Linked DNA regions of Rattus norvegicus: region 1 is linked to region 2. A link is a contact called in public Hi-C data. All regions are on one chromosome and are shown on one strand. Each heading gives the region's core, a stretch centred on a gene start, on an enhancer-like site or on the middle of the called end of the contact. The rest is flanking DNA. Distances are from core to core; before and after follow the strand shown.

Region 1 (2,798 bases), core at 256-2,755, 260 kb before region 2:
CATACCCCCACTCACATATGATCATGCATTATTCATTGCACACACATGCACACACATACACACACACGAGAGAGAGAGAGAGAGAGAGAGAGAGAGAGAGAGAGAGAGAAATTCAAAAGAAATCCACTTATGCTCAGACTATCTCCCCTTACTTTATGTTCTACATCAATCAGTAGTTTTATGTGTGTCTTTTATTTGATGAATAGTGTTGTTCTTCATTCGGATACCTTTATTAGTATCAGAAACAAGGCTGATGAGGAAGATAAACTCTTCATCTTATCACAAGGGTTTTACAAATATGTTTCAGACTTTAGCTATGTCAAAAATATGATTCTTCTACAGTTTTTAGGGTGTGATACAACATGTTGATGATCCCTTGACAGGCACAGGGCTAATCCGACAAATGTTTGACCTCTTGCTTCAGAGTCATCTTAAGAAGTAGCTGGTATGGGGTTGGGGATTTAGTTCAATGGTAGAGCGCTTGCCTAGCAAGCCCAAGGCCCTGGGTTCGGTCCTCAGCTCCGGAAAAAAAAAGATTAAAAAAAAAAAAAAAGTGCCTGGCACTACTCTTCGCTTCACTTCTTACTTTTAACTGTTAGGAAAACTGCCTGATACAGCACTTTTCTTAGCACTATAAGGATAAGTCATATCCGTGGTCAGTTATGTCTCCATGTGTTTTCTAGGTCAGTACCTGCAGCTGTAATAGAAAAAATTTTCTTATCTAATGTAAGTGCTGCAAAGCAGAACTTCCTTTCCAGATACTATATTTTGTCAGATTTCATTAGTACTCAAGAATTTACATCTGCATGGGCTTGGAACAGATTATGAGGGCGATGAGCGTGTAGTATAAATCCTTTCCCAAGCCACCCTCTTCCAAGCAACCATTTTCCTAAAACTGGAGTGATTACTTACCCTTGTATCAAGTCTTATTTAGAATATACTAGTAAGCCTAGCATTATCTAATAAACAATTAAGTTAAGAAATAAACAAGCAGTCTTGTGGGTGGTATTTCTGAGGGAAAATGAACCTGAGTTCACCACAACTACGATAACTTCCCACTTTGAAAAACATAAAACAAGAATCACTGAGCAAGCATAGCCTCCAATACTCTGTTCCGCTTCGTTTCAGTCCTTTGAATTGCTACCTAGAAGATCAGATGTCGGTTCAATCAGCAGCCCTGAGCAGAATACCAGATCCTCCGCTCCTCTTGGCTGTACTGAGCACGCAGAATTAAAGAGCCTGGGCCTTTAAGACTCGCGTGAAAGTCCCCCGAAGGGGCGGGGGAATAAACGCCACGCCTACAGGGCGGAGCTACTTCCTAGGCCAGGGACCGGCATGGCGTGACGTCGTGGCGAAACCCAGCTTTGGTTGGCGAGAATTTAGAGAGGCCGGCTGAACCTAAAGGGGGCGGGGTCTAGTTGCCATGGTGACCGGCAGCCCTGCGGTCGCCTGGTAACGTTGGCGACAGGGCGGTCTGCGGGGTGCGGGCGGCGGTGGCCGCAGAGATCCTAGCCCGGGTCCAGCCCGGCCCTGTGGATCTGAGCAGCGATGGCTGCCGCGGCCGCGGTGATCCCGCCGTCGGGCTTGGACGATGGGGTGTCTCGGGCTCGCGGGGAAGGCGCTGGGGAGGCGGTGGTGGAGCGCGGGCCGGGAGCGGCCTACCACATGTTCGTGGTGATGGAAGACTTAGTGGAGAAGCTGAAGCTGCTCCGCTACGAGGAGGAGCTACTCCGAAAGAGCAATCTGAAGCCCCCGTCCAGGTGCGTGCTGTGCCCCAGCGCCGGGTGCTGGCTGGGCCCCAGGGGGACGCCCCCTCCTACGTGAGGCGCAGACCCCACGCGGGGATCCGCACGTCCAGTCCTCTGTCTTCTTTGCTCTGGAAGGGAACTTCTGCACCGAGGAAGGTGGAGTTTTTCAGACCTGATCATTTTGTGGAGAAAGTAAACAAGTTTTGAAATGGCAGGGAGGCCTGGGGAAGATAGCCTGTTTATTCTTTGAAACAGACACGCACCGTCTACCAAGCACAAATCTTGTTTTAAGTGTAATAAAATACCCACAGTTGAAAGGGAAAAAAAAAAAACGATCTCTAGAGATGAGTGGCCTTATCATTTACATCTCTTTCTAGTTTTTGTTTTCCTTCGCTAGACTTCCTAAACTGACAACTGTGATTACTTAGGACCGTGTTGAGGAGCACTTTTTATGTAGTACGTAAACTTGTGGGCTAATTACTATGGTTCAAAGGACTTAATACTTTTGCAATAATACTCTTAGAAACCGGAGAGTGGAGAAGGCAAAAGAAACAATAAGTGTTGGAATGGCCCTCATTATAGGGCCTAAAGTTTCGTGCTTGCCGTGGTGGGAAAAGTTTGAAATATCCTGAAGGCAGTGCCATTAGTTGCCAAGAGTGATAGACAAAACTCCCACAGGTAATCATGGTAGCTTAGTGATAACTGTTTTATTGCTTTTCCTTCACTTTAAAACTTGTATTTGTTTTATTCTGAAAGAAGAAATAAAAAAGAACTAACATACTTTCTTTTACCATCTCTGGGTAGGCTCATATAATTTCTCTTGGCAGTTTTGAGCTCTTACCCTCTTCCAGACACATTTGGAAGGATTCTTGGGCTTTTATACAAACTGTCCACAATGCCAAATTAGTCTGTAAGGGAGAAAAATTACCATCTTGATCCTGATCTACAATAGAAGTTTTAGGATTGGGATTATTATTTAAAAATGAGTTGGTCATAATAGCATAGATGGCCAACATTTTCGGTGTTGATAAAAATGTTGTTTTTCAAATG
Region 2 (2,877 bases), core at 252-2,751:
CTAAAATAGCCTGCAGGAACCCAGGCTTCAGCCTCGTCATTTTTTTCCAGGGAGTTCAGCACCTGTCCCAACTTCCTTTTCCTGCTTAAATACTGCCATGACTCTTCTGGCTGGCTTACCCAGGCATTGGTTTATGGCTTTGTGCCACACCATTCTTGCTAGAAGCTTGTCAGAGATGCAGACTCATACTCTACTCCAGAACTACTGGTTCTGGGTTTGCATTTTCATAATACTATGTGTATGGTTTGGCTTGGGTATGTTCAACATAGGGTTTTGTGTTCTGATTTTAGTCCAGATGCCATCATACTGGGAAGTAGTGGAGTCTAATGAGAGGAAGTTAGGTGTCCAAGATTGATGGGTATAAAAGGAATGGAAGGAAATAACACTGTTCCGTGAACACTGAGTTACATCAACTCTTGGAAAAGGTTGATGTAACAAAGCAATCCTGGCCCCTCCCCATCCTCTGGCTTTCTGTTTTACCATGCCATCTCTCCCTCTAATAAAGGAGATCTCTGTTGATACTATCACTATGATACAATGTAGCTAAGAGCATCTTCACCAGAACTAGTGGAATATCTTTTGAACTCCCAGCTCCCCACACTGTGAGTTAAATCAACCTCTCTTCTTTACAAACTACTAAGACTCAAGTGTTTTGTTATCAGAACAGGACTAAGTATAGCAGATTCATATACACATTACAGTTGTGAAACACTGCTCTGAATTTTAGAGTTGGAGAAACTGTCTCAGATCCCTCTGAGTTCACAAGTAGATGAGTCAAGAGAGGAAAAAAGAAATTCTTCTTGGGAAACTTGGATAGAGATCAAGAGAAAAGTGATTAAGAGTGATGCTGAGAATGTTAGAAGGGAAGAAAAACTTCATTTCATACATTGCACTTTTGCCAAAAAATTGCTCTGGGCACCAGCCTTTCTACTTGGAGCCAAGAGAAACATCATCCAACTGTGTAATTTGAAATAGGAACTGCTGTGTTTTTTCCAACTCTACTGGGGTGGAGGGGGCTGAGATCAGGAAGGCTGACCCAGCAAGACAGGACCTCAACTTCCCTGTTCCTGACACATTGCAGTCCCACAAACTCTGTTTTCTATTTAAGAGCTGGATTGAGGAAGAATAAACCATTTTCTCTGCTGATTTTCCCTTGATAAAATCAGTAAGTGCTAGAATGGCAGCAATCAAGACATGGTGGAGGGTGTATTCTAGCTTTGGTAGGTTAATGAGTTGGTTTCTGCTGTTGTTTGTGTGTTGGTTGATTTGTTGTTGTTGGTTTCTGCTTAGTCCTCCTGACCTAAGGCTAGAGGCATCTGGACATCTGCAGAAGGGGAGTTGGTAAGCACAGGGCTTAGCAAGAGGCTATTATTTCATTTTCAGAAGATGTGTCATCAGTAACCACGAGATCTGAAAATGAGAGTAGTCTCTTCTCTGGCTCGACATGACTCTTAACACTGTACAGCATGTGGTGCTGCTGATGGATTGCTCATCACAAAAGCTCCAGACAATGACACTGTAGTAGCAGGGACGGAACATACACAGGCGTGACTGCTGTGCCTCCTCTGACCCACACTTTGTCCTGAGATGCAATCAGTCAAGTACAGACGTGCAGTTGCACTCACATCCTGAGCTCAAACTCTACGCTGGATAAATGCCAGTGCCCAGAGGATATATCTTCGTGATCCAGGAAATCCAAGGACCACAGCCAGACACTGTGCTGAGGGGGGGGGGGCTTCCGCTTGGTCAAACACGTGAAAAAGGCAGTGCAGAGTTAGAAGGGAGTCAGGGCACAGTGTGCCACTTGCCACTCCCATAGCTCTAGAGACAGGCTGCTATTAATCACTCTGGCCATATCTATCAGGCTTCTCTCATTTGGTCACAGCTCATAGTCACAGCAGCACAGCCAGGGTCTCCTGATAAATCAGATACAGCAGTTCTATGATAAGGTTGATGCAGGTGAGTGGGGGATGGGTGTGTACTATCTTAGCTATGTATCCCTGCTGTTAAAAATGGAGCAAAGAAATATCTGCTGGTTGCCAACCGGGTTGCAGAGTTTTAATTATGCATATGTGGTCTTTCTAAAGTCTCTTTTTCCTCATCTCTCATCACGTTTTCATCTAACATACCATAGTCCTACATGGAAATTAATAATATTCCTCTTCTCAGACCAAGAGACTGAAACTCAAAGATGCTAAGAAATGTGCCAAAGACTGTATAGGTAATGATGAAGCCAGTGCAGTTTGGTCCAGAGGGAATAGAGGAAGACAGGATGGTAGCGTTAAGGTGGGAGCGAAGATGGAAAAAAAATCAAAACAAACAAACAAACAAACAAAACAAACAACGAAAAGGGAGGTGGGGTGTATTGGTTAGCTTTTGTCAGCTTGACATAAACTGGAGTCACCTGGGAAACGGTAACATGGATTGAAGAATTGTTCCCATCAAAGGCATGTCTATGGGTGTTTTCTTAATTGCTAATTCATGCGGAAGGACCCAGCCTACTATGAGTAGTGCCATCCCTAGGAAGATTGATCTGAATTGTATATGAAAAGTAGCTGTGGAAGCCATGGAAAACAAGCCAGTAAGCAGCATTCCTCCAGGGTTTCTGCATCCATTGGAATCCCTCAATGAGGGACTCTAACCTGTAAGCTGCAATAATCATTTTCCTTCCCCAAATCCATTTTGGACAGTGCTTATCACCCCACCAGAGAAGAAACCAGGATCATGAGGAACAGCCCAAGTACAGGAAGCAAACTTCCTTCACCACTGAGATTCCTAGGTTACAGCTTTGCCACATTCAGGCTGGTGACTCCATTCCAATCATCTAGCCATGGATTCTCAACTCGCAAAGTGAAGGTAGTGATCTCCAGACAGCTG

What was found. Hi-C and Micro-C count contacts between places; a contact is called where the count stands out from the background.
Region 1: a contact with region 2 is called in a Hi-C map of mammary epithelial cells, with 3 times the contacts expected there. The contact joins the promoter of Ift57 here to the enhancer-like site in region 2. A contact is called at or near these places in 2 of 12 Hi-C or Micro-C datasets (liver and mammary epithelial cells).

The regions. Positions count from the first base shown.
Region 1 is chr11:64,592,252-64,595,049 of GRCr8, reverse strand. Ift57 (intraflagellar transport 57) reads left to right here and starts at 1,505. Exons shown (of 11, transcript NM_001107093.1): 1 at 1,505-1,760. The coding sequence starts at 1,549.
Region 2 is chr11:64,335,560-64,338,436 of GRCr8, reverse strand. All of the region lies in intron 1 of LOC120095656 (a long non-coding RNA gene), which reads left to right. Among named protein-coding and RNA genes, the nearest start is that of Cd47, 100 kb to the left of the region's middle. Within about 2 kb of position 1,501, at least 30 of the 93 cell types and tissues checked have an H3K27ac peak or open chromatin away from gene starts, as enhancers often do.